2 separate regions of the Mus musculus genome follow, and region 2 is linked to region 1. A link is a contact called in public Hi-C data. All regions are on one chromosome and are shown on one strand. The core of a region is the stretch at or near the end of the contact, and the rest is flanking DNA. Distances in the headings are between cores, read along the strand shown.

Region 1 (2,700 bases), core at 146-2,645:
TCCACAAGACTGGCCAAGCTCCATCTAATGTTTGGCTGTGGGTCTCTGTTATCTGTTTCCATTGACTGCTGGGTAGAGTATCGGAGAGGACAGTTATGCTAGAGTTCTTTTACTAAAGATATAAACAACCAACATAAAAGCAATAGCTGAACACAGATCACCAAAGTTGCCAGACTCACCAAACAGTACATCATAGGGACTGTCTTCAGACATTAAACACTTTTAGGAACTAGTATACATTAGTGCTGGTAGAGAAATCTTTAATGGGAAAATAACCTTTAACACAGGATAAATTTAGGGAGAATTGGCTCTTGTTTTAGCTTTAAGCATAACTTAAAATGTAGTAGACATTATTGAAGTCGTTGGCTGAGAATTCCTCTCTAGGAATCTACCTAGAGATTTTTTTTTTTTTTTTTTTGTAAATCATCCATACCACAGAAATAAAAAATTATTGAATGATTGTTTGTGTACTCATGAATCAATGACTATAAAGGAATTGAAAAACAAAACATAATACTAAGAAGGTACTTGAAATTTTTTCAAATTTTCTCTTTTATTTTTCATTTATTTCATATGTATTTTTAGGTTTATTTTGCTGTGTGTTTATGTCTGTGCATACTGTATATGCAGTGAATTCTTGCAGAGATTGGATGAGTGTTTTGGATTCTCTGGGACTAGAGTTACAGATGGCTCTAAGTCCCCATCTGTGAGTGCTGGGAATCAAATCTGGGTTCTCAGCAAGAAAGACAGTGCAATCACTGAACCATGTCTCCAGCCCCTTATTTTGTTTTAAAAGGTCGTGGTTTTACATAATATTTACTCAAGTTTTTCAGTAATTTTAGTATCAACAGTATCTACAGATCTACCTAGGAGTCTTCTCCAGCAGGAACTCATATGGCTATTCCAAACCCAGTATCATTTGCAAATTATTGCTCTCTCTCTCTGTCTCTCTCTCTCTCTGTCTCTCTCTCTGTCTCTCTGTCTCTGTCTCTGTCTCTGTCTCTCTCTCTCTCTCTCTCTCTCTCTGTGTATGTTTAAGTAAGGGAATACTCTCAATATATACTTTCTATGCATATATACTCAGCATATGTATATATGCCATACTATCACCCTAAAGCATGCACAGGATAGCATACACAAAGCACCCTTATTTTTTCAAAATGACTTTGGAAAAAAAAACCCACAAAGAACCTTTTCTTTTTTACCTTGTATTGTTTAAAATAATGATCTTGAATGGCTTTTCTGAGAAACTGAGGATGCCTTGAGTTTAGCTGATGCTCTCTTGCATCATCCAAATAACTTTAGATACCCTGATTGGCTGAGTGTATTTGGAGCAGATCTCTGAGAAGATGACAGTAGTTAATTATGTCAGAAGCATGTGTCTTGTCCTTTGCTGGCCTCCATGCTCTGCCTGCCAGTTTGTATCAGCAGTTGGTGGCATTAAGGAGCAGCTGGGCTCTCTATATCTTGCCTTTACTTGTGGATTCGGGAGGTAAGCCAGGTCCTGAGGACTCTTTCCTTCTGTTGCCTCTTACAGGCTTACAAGGCATCCTTTCACTTGTTTGTGAGACCTAGAATTGGGAATACTAAAAATATCAATCATTTCTCAATCCCCAATCTACATTTCCTTTTCAGATGTGGTATCAGCTGCTCCTTTAGAATACTAATATACAAGTATGCTAGCTCTTTTTTTTTCCTGAAAATAATTCAATAAATAGTTCATACATGAACATAAAGTACTGTAAATGGAGGAATTATAGATGCTATTGGAATCAGTGAGAAGAATTTGTTCACTGAATGAAGATCTCATACTTGTTAAGATATGTAAAGCAACAGCAACAATAACAAAAACAAGGACACAATTGTACTTTTATAGAGCATGCTGTCTAGATTGAATGAAATCCTAACTTTGCCCTGACCTAGCACAAATCTAAATTGCTGCCCAGATCTTAAGACCCCTACTTGGCTAAGGTTTCTTGTAGAAAAGTTTTTCTGACTTCACGATGAAAACTATTTTGAAAAATATCAGTGTCCATGGCAGGAAAAGATGGAGGTAGGGCTTTATTTAAATATTAGACAAGCCCCAACCACCCTACCTGCCCTTTTCAAAGGCAATGTTACTCAAATACCTTCTGTCATATATTCGTCTCGTGGTATCTGAACTTGTTATAAATGATAAACCAGAAATTCTGTTTGTGCAATTTCAGCTATATGCTATACTATTTCATCCAGTATTCAAACTAGTGAGATGGTTTGCTGGTGAAAACCTGAGCATTACCTGTTTCTGGTGGCTGTAACCCCAACTTTGTGCATGGGGAGCTGGGATGCTCATGAGTTCAGGCCTTTCCTAGGTTGCACAAGATCAAAGATGGCCTGGGCAACACTTATTGATATTCTGCTTCAAAATATAAGTAGTAAGAGAGCTGGCAATGGAGGCAAGCGGAAGTGTGTAAAAGAGCTGGCAATGGAGGCAGGCAGAAGTATGTAAAAGAGCTGGCAATGGAGGCAGGCAGAAGAGTGTAAAAGAGCTGGCAATGGAGGCAGGCAGAAGTGTGTAAAAGAACTGGCAATGGAGGCAAGCAGAAGTGTGTAAAAGAGCTGGCAATGGAGGCAAGTGGAAGTGTGTTTAGATCTACAAGGCCCTGGTTTTGATGGAGAAAATATGTGTTACAGAGCCATGGTTGCTCTTGCACTCTTCTG
Region 2 (2,700 bases), core at 177-2,676, 390 kb before region 1:
TCTGTAAAACCCTGTCCTGAAAAGAGCTCAGGGCTGTCTTACCAACCAGCCCTGCTGTGTCAGGGACAATGGTGAATAGGTCCAAGCTTAACTTTGTAATAAAGAGACCCTAGTGCAATAGCATCGGAGTTGGCTCCCTGGTGGTCTTTTGGGGTAAACGGGCACAAGGCAGCTACCCAAGCTCTGGTTGGCGCTACACATACACTTAATTAGGCTCATTGGGAACATTAATGGAACCCAATTTGATCCCCTACCCAGGTGGTGGTCTCCTGACATCTTCTTGGCTTCCTCTGTTTCAGAGAACACTCTTCTGCAAGCATCTTTGCTGTTTGTACCACAGTGTTGTTCAGAGGATGTGATCTGTAAAGAAATACCATAAAGCTTGATGCATTTCACTCCGTAAATACTGGCTTTGGCTGTGAAGTTAGCCCATTGTCAAAATTCTAGCTTTACTTGAGAGTCCTGGGCTATTTCCATAGATAATTCCAGAAGGATTTCAGCCACAGGCTGCACAGCCTGTGTTCAGCACACTTTTGAATCAATTGGGCTCATCTGCATCTCAGCTTCATTAAGGAAAGAAGGAAAAAGAGGAGAGAGAGAGAGAGCGAGCACAACCAGAAACAGAAATACAGAAATGTAAAGTATTATATTTAGCATTGCATATGCTTGGGTCAAAATCAGCTCAGAATAGCAGTGCTAGAAATGATGCCAAACCCCCTAAATGTGATTGAATCTTATGTTAACATTGAATCAATGGTAATGTTGAAGGAGTTGTTGATTTTACAGCAACAACCATCCCTAGGAAGGTAAGAGACCCTTTACCACCTGGTTAGTAGAAGAGCCAGGACCAGTGTTTGCTTATGAAGTTCAGGACCATTCTACCTGGAGTCTAACCAGCTTCTTCTTTTGGATGCATGCTTTAACTGGACAGTTCTGTCCACAGACATCATCTCACTTGATTTGCACACACGCTGTATTGATTCCTTTGTAACAATCTATTAGATTAAGTGGGAACCTTACGATTCCACCTCCTCTGCCACTGGAGTTCACTGCCTCCCTGCCCCCCCCACCCCCTGAAAAGATATCAATTTGGATGCATTCAGGACATGTCAAGATGCCAGGAGTCACAGCTCTGTGTGCACAAGGTAGCTTTGCTGTCTTGTCAGTTCTTGACAGATGCTCAGGCATCCAGGGTGACATGAGCAGGCTCAGTGAGAATTATTCAGTTACAGCTATACAAAGGAAACAAGATGGGGAGTTAAAAAAAAAAAAGGACAACACACAAGAGTGATTTGTTTGGGAAGAAACTCTTGATTTTCTTCCTAGTGCCTAGCTTCTGCTGACATTCAAAGGGATTAAGACAGAAAGGAAGAGCAATGACTAACACAGAAGCCTGCTCAACTCAGAGCTGCAGCTCCTGTGGGTTCCGTTAGCACAGAAAGTGCAAAAGAGCAGGATTCAAACAGTGAGTCCAGCTAGCAGTACTGGGCATGCCCGGCACTAACAGTGCTTAGGAAGTCTGGATTCCTTTCTGCCACAGTCTTGAGCGAGTCATTAACTCCCCTGGACATCCCTCCCTTGACCTAGGTCATGGGGCGTTTGGGTCATGTCAGTGTTATTAAACACAATCACAGTTGCCAGTATGATGATGGTGACCAGGTGCTGAAGTACAAGTCTTTGTTTTATATAAAGCAAAAGTGTAACCTGTGTGCAATGGGGTGACTTTAAGGTTGGGTGGGTGAAAACCCTTCTGCCGCAGGCCCTCCCCATCCCTATCCCTGAAATGTATAGTGCGTAATCTATTGAGCAAGACTGTAAGTAAATTGCTTGTCTCTGAGGGTCTCTGTTCCTCTGTTCCTCTCTGAGGGTCCACGTCCGTCTGTCTGTCCTCTGTGCCAGATACCTTCTGATGTATCACCAGGAGGGGGAGAGAGTCAGATGGCTCACCACAGCCTCTGATCTCCAGAGTCAAAGTGAGCATTGCCATCCAGATGGCACTAAAAATACCCTGTGCCAACCCAGCAGATGAACCCGTTCAGTGGTGTAAGACTCAGGGCTAATAGGTAGAACTTAAAATGGAGTCTGGTATGTATTTATGTCTATGTGCACATGCCATTGATGTCTGGTGTCTTCTTCAATTGTTCTCCTCTTTAATATTTGAAACATTTTTGAAGTTTTGCACCTGAAGATGATATGGGTCCTCACTGAATCAGCCACAAGAACCTTCCACTGGGGAAACAGGTAAGTTTATCCACACCTGGCTTTGTACATGAACTCTACATGGTCAAACTCAGATCCTCCTACTTGACCAGCAAACACTTTATTGCTAGAGCTGTCTGGCCAGGTCATAAAAGAGTTTTGTAATAGCCCTATAAGGTTTTTGTTTTGTTTTGTTTTGTTTTTTCTTGGTTTTTCGAGACAGGGTTTCTCTGTGTAGCCCTGGCTGTCCTGGAACTCACTTTGTAGATCAGGCTGGCCTCAAACTCATAAATCCGCCTGCCTCTGCCTCCCAAGTGCTGGGATTAAAGGCGTGCGCCACCACTGCCCGGCCCTATAAGTCTTGAAATTTCTAAATAACCATTTGACAAAAAAAAAAAAAAAATCTCTTAAATGCAAAATATATGCTAGATGTAAATTGACTTAAATTCTTTTTATGAATAAAAATAACATCGAATATGTTTCTCAATTCCATCTCTTACT

Evidence for each region. Hi-C and Micro-C count contacts between places; a contact is called where the count stands out from the background.
Region 2: a contact with region 1 is called in a Hi-C map of cerebellum, with 2.4 times the contacts expected there. The contact joins two enhancer-like sites. A contact is called at or near these places in 1 of 484 Hi-C or Micro-C datasets (cerebellum) and 1 of 115 datasets of contacts at active chromatin or transcription factors (astrocytes).

Annotation. Positions count from the first base shown.
Region 1 is chr1:21,867,411-21,870,110 of GRCm38.p6, reverse strand. All of the region lies in intron 1 of Kcnq5 (potassium voltage-gated channel, subfamily Q, member 5), which reads left to right. Among named protein-coding and RNA genes, the nearest start is that of Kcnq5, 93 kb to the left of the region's middle. Within about 2 kb of position 1,395, at least 3 of the 459 cell types and tissues checked have an H3K27ac peak or open chromatin away from gene starts, as enhancers often do. A contact at or near this core is called in cerebellum, where this site is marked.
Region 2 is chr1:22,261,182-22,263,881 of GRCm38.p6, reverse strand. No RefSeq gene overlaps it. Among named protein-coding and RNA genes, the nearest start is that of Kcnq5, 300 kb to the right of the region's middle. Within about 2 kb of position 1,426, at least 12 of the 459 cell types and tissues checked have an H3K27ac peak or open chromatin away from gene starts, as enhancers often do. A contact at or near this core is called in cerebellum, where this site is marked.